2 separate regions of the Callithrix jacchus genome follow, and region 1 is linked to region 2. The links are chromatin contacts, called in public Hi-C maps. All regions are on one chromosome and are shown on one strand. Each heading gives the region's core, a stretch centred on a gene start, on an enhancer-like site or on the middle of the called end of the contact. The rest is flanking DNA. Distances are from core to core; before and after follow the strand shown.

The links. Hi-C and Micro-C count contacts between places; a contact is called where the count stands out from the background.
Region 1: a Hi-C map of induced pluripotent stem cells shows a contact between it and region 2, with 2.3 times the contacts expected there. The contact joins the promoter of ADAM12 here to the enhancer-like site in region 2. A contact is called at or near these places in 3 of 3 Hi-C or Micro-C datasets (induced pluripotent stem cells and skeletal muscle).

What each region holds. Positions count from the first base shown.
Region 1 is chr12:119,710,299-119,712,998 of calJac240_pri, reverse strand. ADAM12 (ADAM metallopeptidase domain 12) reads left to right here and starts at 1,254. Exons shown (of 24, transcript XM_054243454.2): 1 at 1,254-1,667. The coding sequence starts at 1,580.
Region 2 is chr12:119,311,145-119,313,844 of calJac240_pri, reverse strand. The region is part of intron 3 of FANK1 (fibronectin type III and ankyrin repeat domains 1); the gene reads right to left. Among named protein-coding and RNA genes, the nearest start is that of DHX32, 110 kb to the right of the region's middle. Within about 2 kb of position 1,329, at least 2 of the 16 cell types and tissues checked have an H3K27ac peak or open chromatin away from gene starts, as enhancers often do.

The DNA.
Region 1 (2,700 bases), core at 5-2,504, 400 kb before region 2:
AAAATTTTTAAAAAGTCCTGCACCGTGTTAGGAGGTTCCACCCGGTCTTTGGGAACACTGCGAAACTGGTGGTGGGAGAGAAATCCTGAGAAAAGCTCCTCTGCAGTAGGAAGACGTGGTATGGAAGGCAGCTTCCTCAAAGCCTGGGTAACGGCCTCGTAGGAGTGAGTGCTCAGTTGGGAACCGGTGAGAGCTCGCAGGACTAGGACGGAATTTCTGCAGGCGGTTCTAGGTCTGAGCAGGACAGTAGAATCACCTGAGGCTTTGGAAACTATTGAGCTCCACGCATTGTAGGAAATTGTGTTAACTGGTTACTGGGGGTGGCACTGTCTTTATTCTAATAAGTCCCCAAGGTTGGGAATCATGGTCGCCCGGAAGGTGGGCATCAGCCATCCTCCATAGCTGCAGCCATTTTTGTCTGTGCGACCCCCTGGTTGTTGCTTTTGGTGGCCGAGCCAGGCTGAAGAGGTGAGGTCAGCCTGGAACTGGATGAGAAGGCAAGGCCCACCATTCTTTGCTTTGTGTTTCTCCAAACACCCTGGCTCCCCTGGCCCCAGAGCCTGGAGAGTCTCATTCCGAAAGCGTAGGAGGGCGCCCGGGATGTTTTTAGCAAGCCAACCCAGGTGCTTCTTACAATCAGGAAAGTTCGGGAAACGACACTGTACTCCCTTTTCTGGGTCCAGGTCCTGGAAAGGAAACATGAGCCCATCTATCAACGTGAAGCCTGACACTGTAGATTAAAAGGAATGCCCAGGTGCTTTGTGCCTGAGTCCAGGCTTGTTTCCGGGGCGCGAGATGCCCCGTTGGGCGCCTAGGGCCGGACGAGGGGCGCGCGCCGGGCTGTGGGCCGCTGTGGAGACCCGACTCGAGGGTTCCCGGCTAGCCAGGGAGCGAGCAGCCGAGTCATCGTTTCCAGCTTCAGACTGGAAAGCTGGACGGTGCCGCCGCGTGTGCTCTTGGCAGCCGGGCGCCCCGGGCCCCGCGGCCACATCATCCTGGGGCGGGGACGTGTGCGCTCCGGGCGCCCGGCTGCCACCGAGCCACGTCTATGCCGCCGGCGCGCGCGGCCAGGGAGGCGCCCTGACCCAAGCCGCCCACCCCCGGGGCTGAGCGAGCCGCGGCTCGGGGCGGGACCCTGGCGGGGGGACCCGAGCGGTCTCTAGGACCCGCGGGACGCCGCCGACGGGCGGGGGTGCGGGGGAGACATAATTTGTTCCGTGGTAATGAGAACGGTGACTGCTGGCCGCAGATCCATTCCACAGTCCGGCCTCCTCTCACTAACGCTCCTCCTCGTCCCCGGGCCAACTCGGACAGTTTGCTCATTTATTGCAACGGTCAAGGCTGGCTTGTGCCAGAACGGCGCGCGCGCGCGCACGCACACACGGGGGCAAACTTTTTTAAAAATGAAAGGCTAGACGAGCTCAACGGCGGCGCGGGCGCTGTGCGAGGGCTCCGGAGCTGACTCGCCGCGGCAGGAAATCCCTCCGGTCGCGACGCCCGGCCCCGGCTCGGCGCCCGCGTGGGATGCTGCAGCGCTCGCTGCCGGGCTCGAGAGCTGCTGCACAGAAGGCCGGCGACGATGGCAGCGCGCCCGCCGCCCGCGCCCCCCGCCCGCGCCCTCCTGCTCGCCCTGGCCGGGGCTCTGCTAGCTCCCCGCGAGGCCCGAGGTAAGTCACGGAGCCCGGGCGGCTGGCTCTGCCCGCCCCGCCGGGGACACACACGCTGCGCCCCGGCACGCCGAGGTCCGGGGCTGCCCTGAGGGGCGGCGCGCCAGGGCGCAATTCCGGAGTCCCCCGGGCTCGCGCTTCCAGCGCGGCGAGACCGACCCCCTCCCAGGTACCAGTTCCCCGGGGAAGGGGACACTTGGTCCGCAGCCCCACAGGGACCAGTGCCTGCCTCGGCGGGCACAGCCTCGGGACCGCTCCCCCGTCCACACCCTCCTGGGTGACATTTGCAGTTGTCTCTGTTTCTTGACAATTACACGTGTCTCTCGGGACGATGCGTGTCGGGTCCTCTTGCTGGCCCTGTCCCACAGTGATACCCCCACCACAGGCTCCGGGCCAGCCCCCGCCTTCCCCGCTTACACACTTGGGGTGGGCGCGCAGCGGCCCGGCAGGTGAGGCAGCCTCCTCCTCCGCAGGTGTGCCTGCTGCGCTCCACCGCGGGCTCAATTTTCATGAACCGACTCTCTTCGCTACTTCTTTAGTTTTCTACCCACCCCTACTCCGCTATTCCTGATTTCCATGTCACTCCCTATCAGTCGCGGGCAAACTTTAGCCGAGTTCTCCCTCCTCCCTCCACTCAGTTTCTCTGCCGTAAATTACCACCCACATCAACTTGGTGTAAAGCGAGAACTTATTTAGGAGTTTAATATGAGGGTCTTATGGTTGTTTTGCAGGCTTAGATTTTCCCGAGTTGTATCCTCTTAAAACAGGGCACCTGTGGATCCCATTTGCACAGTGAGGACTCACCCAGCAGGTGCCTTTTTAAATATCCGGGAGCTTCCCCCGTCACCGCCGCCGCCTTCTTTCTGCCGCCTGGGGCGCTGTCGGTCCACCGATGAACCACTCGCCTTGGCCCCAAGCTCTAAATTTCTATGATTCTATATAACAGGCATTTATTTTTCAACAACTGGCCTCAATCACGAGCCGTTACCACTTTATGATACGTTTTATTTTGCGATTGCCACTGCTGCCCTCC
Region 2 (2,700 bases), core at 80-2,579:
AATCAAATCCTGTGAGTTAGGCTGTATGTAGGATTTTACACCATGCTTTTAAAATTCTCCTCCAAACCACAAAACCAAGAGTTAGAAGGGCTGAGTTGTCCAAGGTTGCCCAGTTAGGAGAGGGCAGGATTAGAGCCAAGGCCAAGTCTTTCATGAGGCTCACTCCTTCCCTTTAGTATTTAGTAAATGCTGCAGTATCAACCAATTCACTGTATGTCTCCATGCTTATTAAATTTTGAATACAGATGAATATCTCATGTAAATGTGATCCTCTCCCCCAAAGTGTTAAAAGAAAGGGGATACCTAAAAATATTCCAGAAAGTGCTAACTGCTTGAGATGCTAGTTCTAAGGACACACCCCCAACCACCTCTCTTCCCTGACCCCCTCTACTCCACAGCCTCAATCTTACCTGAGCGGCCAGGCTCTCCCAGTGCGGGTGGGGGATCAGGGTAGAGAGGTGGTTGGGGGTGTGTACTTAGAACCCAACATCTCAAGCAGTTAGCACTTTCTGGAAGATTTAGCGCATCCTAGCCAGGAAGATCTGCAGCATGCAATGGTTGGAAAATGAAACAAGTTCACTGCATGCTTATAAGCTTGAGGACCATTTATAGCAAAGACCAGGGCTTTTGGCATTGGGATATAATCAATGTCATGTCAATTCCAGCTTCCACAAGAGGTAATGAGCACTTCACAGTTTAAGAACAAAGGGACACCTCACAGAAGAGAGGGGAATGACTTAATTGTTCATCAGTCCTTGCTTGCTGAGCAGTAACCGTGGTTCATTTCTGGGGTGTGAGAGCTCTTTCTCAGAGTTAACCATCCGCTACTACCAGGAGGGAAAGGAGGGACTGAGGATTACACTGGAACCTGTGTGAAGCAACAGAGACACTGAAACATCTCCGTTTACATGAATTTGATAAAGAAACAGAAAAGAAATGAAAAGACCCTTGTTTGCAGTGCACAGCAATTCCTTCTACTCCCACTATCAGCAGGAGTCCTGCAGAACAGAGAGGAAATTCCAGGGTGAACAGAATGTTCCATTCCTCCCACCCCTGAATCCTTCACGACTTTGTGGGCCTGGCCCAAGGGAATGCTATCAGTAAGTGTAATTGAATATTTTTAAAAGGCTGGCTGTTGCTTTGTGGGTTTGTTTTTCTAGTGTTTACCCTGAGTGTCACAATTAGAAACATCAAACTGATTCTGCCCATGGTGAGGATGTCAGCCCATGCCCATGTAAGCCAGATAGAACTCACCAGTCAGGGCCAGGTGAACAGGGACACCGGTGAGGAGAAGGGCAGAGCAGGGCAGAGTGGGCTTGAGGAAGCCGTCACTCATGTTCTCTAAGAGGGTCATTTAGCTGCAGATGTACCAGCAGATAGTATAATGTGGTGATAACCCCTTTCTTGGTGGAATTTTAAGTCTTTATTAAAAGCAGTGAATAAATCAGGAGCTCATTGGAGAAGATATTTGCCAATTAACAAGTAGCAGCTGTTTTTCTTTCTTTATAAGGGCCCAACTGATTAAAACTGTATGCCTCATTTAAGCAAGAATCCCGTGTACTTTACCTGGGGAAAAAAAAAAGGCTGTGCATTTTTTATTCAAACAAAGTGCATGCCTCTGTGATTCATTAAAACACTCTGAAACTGAATGCAAATTATCACCACACGAAGCATTTGCTCTTGCTCTGTATCATGTGCACAATTTTAATTCTTTGTTTAGTATGATCTGCCTCCTTAGGAGAATCTGCTTTGGATATTATAAATATATAACAATAGCTTAAGGGAACGGCAGCCAGCCCACAGAGGCAGCAGCCTGCCCCAGCCAGGAGGAGGAGGAAACCTGATCCTCACCACCTAGTACAGCCCCCTTGAGGCTGAGAAGGCTTCCTGGCTGCAGGCAGTGATGCTATTATCTGGCAATGAAATGGCCAGGATCACTTCCCCCCCCCTCCCCCACACACACACCCCTGGTCACCACCTCACACTCATCCCTGCAGGTCTCATCTAATCACTCATGGAAGCCATGGGGCCATAAAGACAAACACCCTGCACCAGCTCTCCATGGCTGCCTCTGGAGCCAGCTCAGTGAGGAGAAGGCACACCCGGCCCACAGGCACAGCCTGATCTAGTTTGGCTGTGTCCCCACCCAAATCTCATCTTGAATTGTAGCTCCCATCATTCCCATGTGTCATGTCATGGAAGGGACCTGGTGGGAGGTAATTGGATCATAGGGGTGGGTCTTTCCCATGCTGTTCTCCTGATAGTGAATAAGTCTCATAAGATCTGATGGTATTATGAAGGGAATTTCCACTGCACGTGCTCTCTCTTGCCTGCCGCCATGTAAGACCTGCCTTTCCTCCTCCTTTGCCTTCCACCACAGTTGTGAGGCCTCCCCAGCCATGTAGAACTGTGAGTCCATTAAATTTCTTTCCTTTATAAATTACCCAGTCTTGGGTATGTCTTTATTAGCAGCATGAGAACACACTAATACATAGCCCTTCCTAAAAGAACTCCAAATGGTACATCAACCCCATGTAAACTCAGGCCAGGAGGTCCAGAAGCCCGTGCCCTGGCTTTGATGTGCTATTAAGAGGATGCTAGAGGCCACCTGAAGCCAACCATGGAAGGCTGCGGAACAACCACATTCACCTTCACCTGGAAGGTTCAGGTAGACTCTCACTGGCCAGCAGAAAACTAATC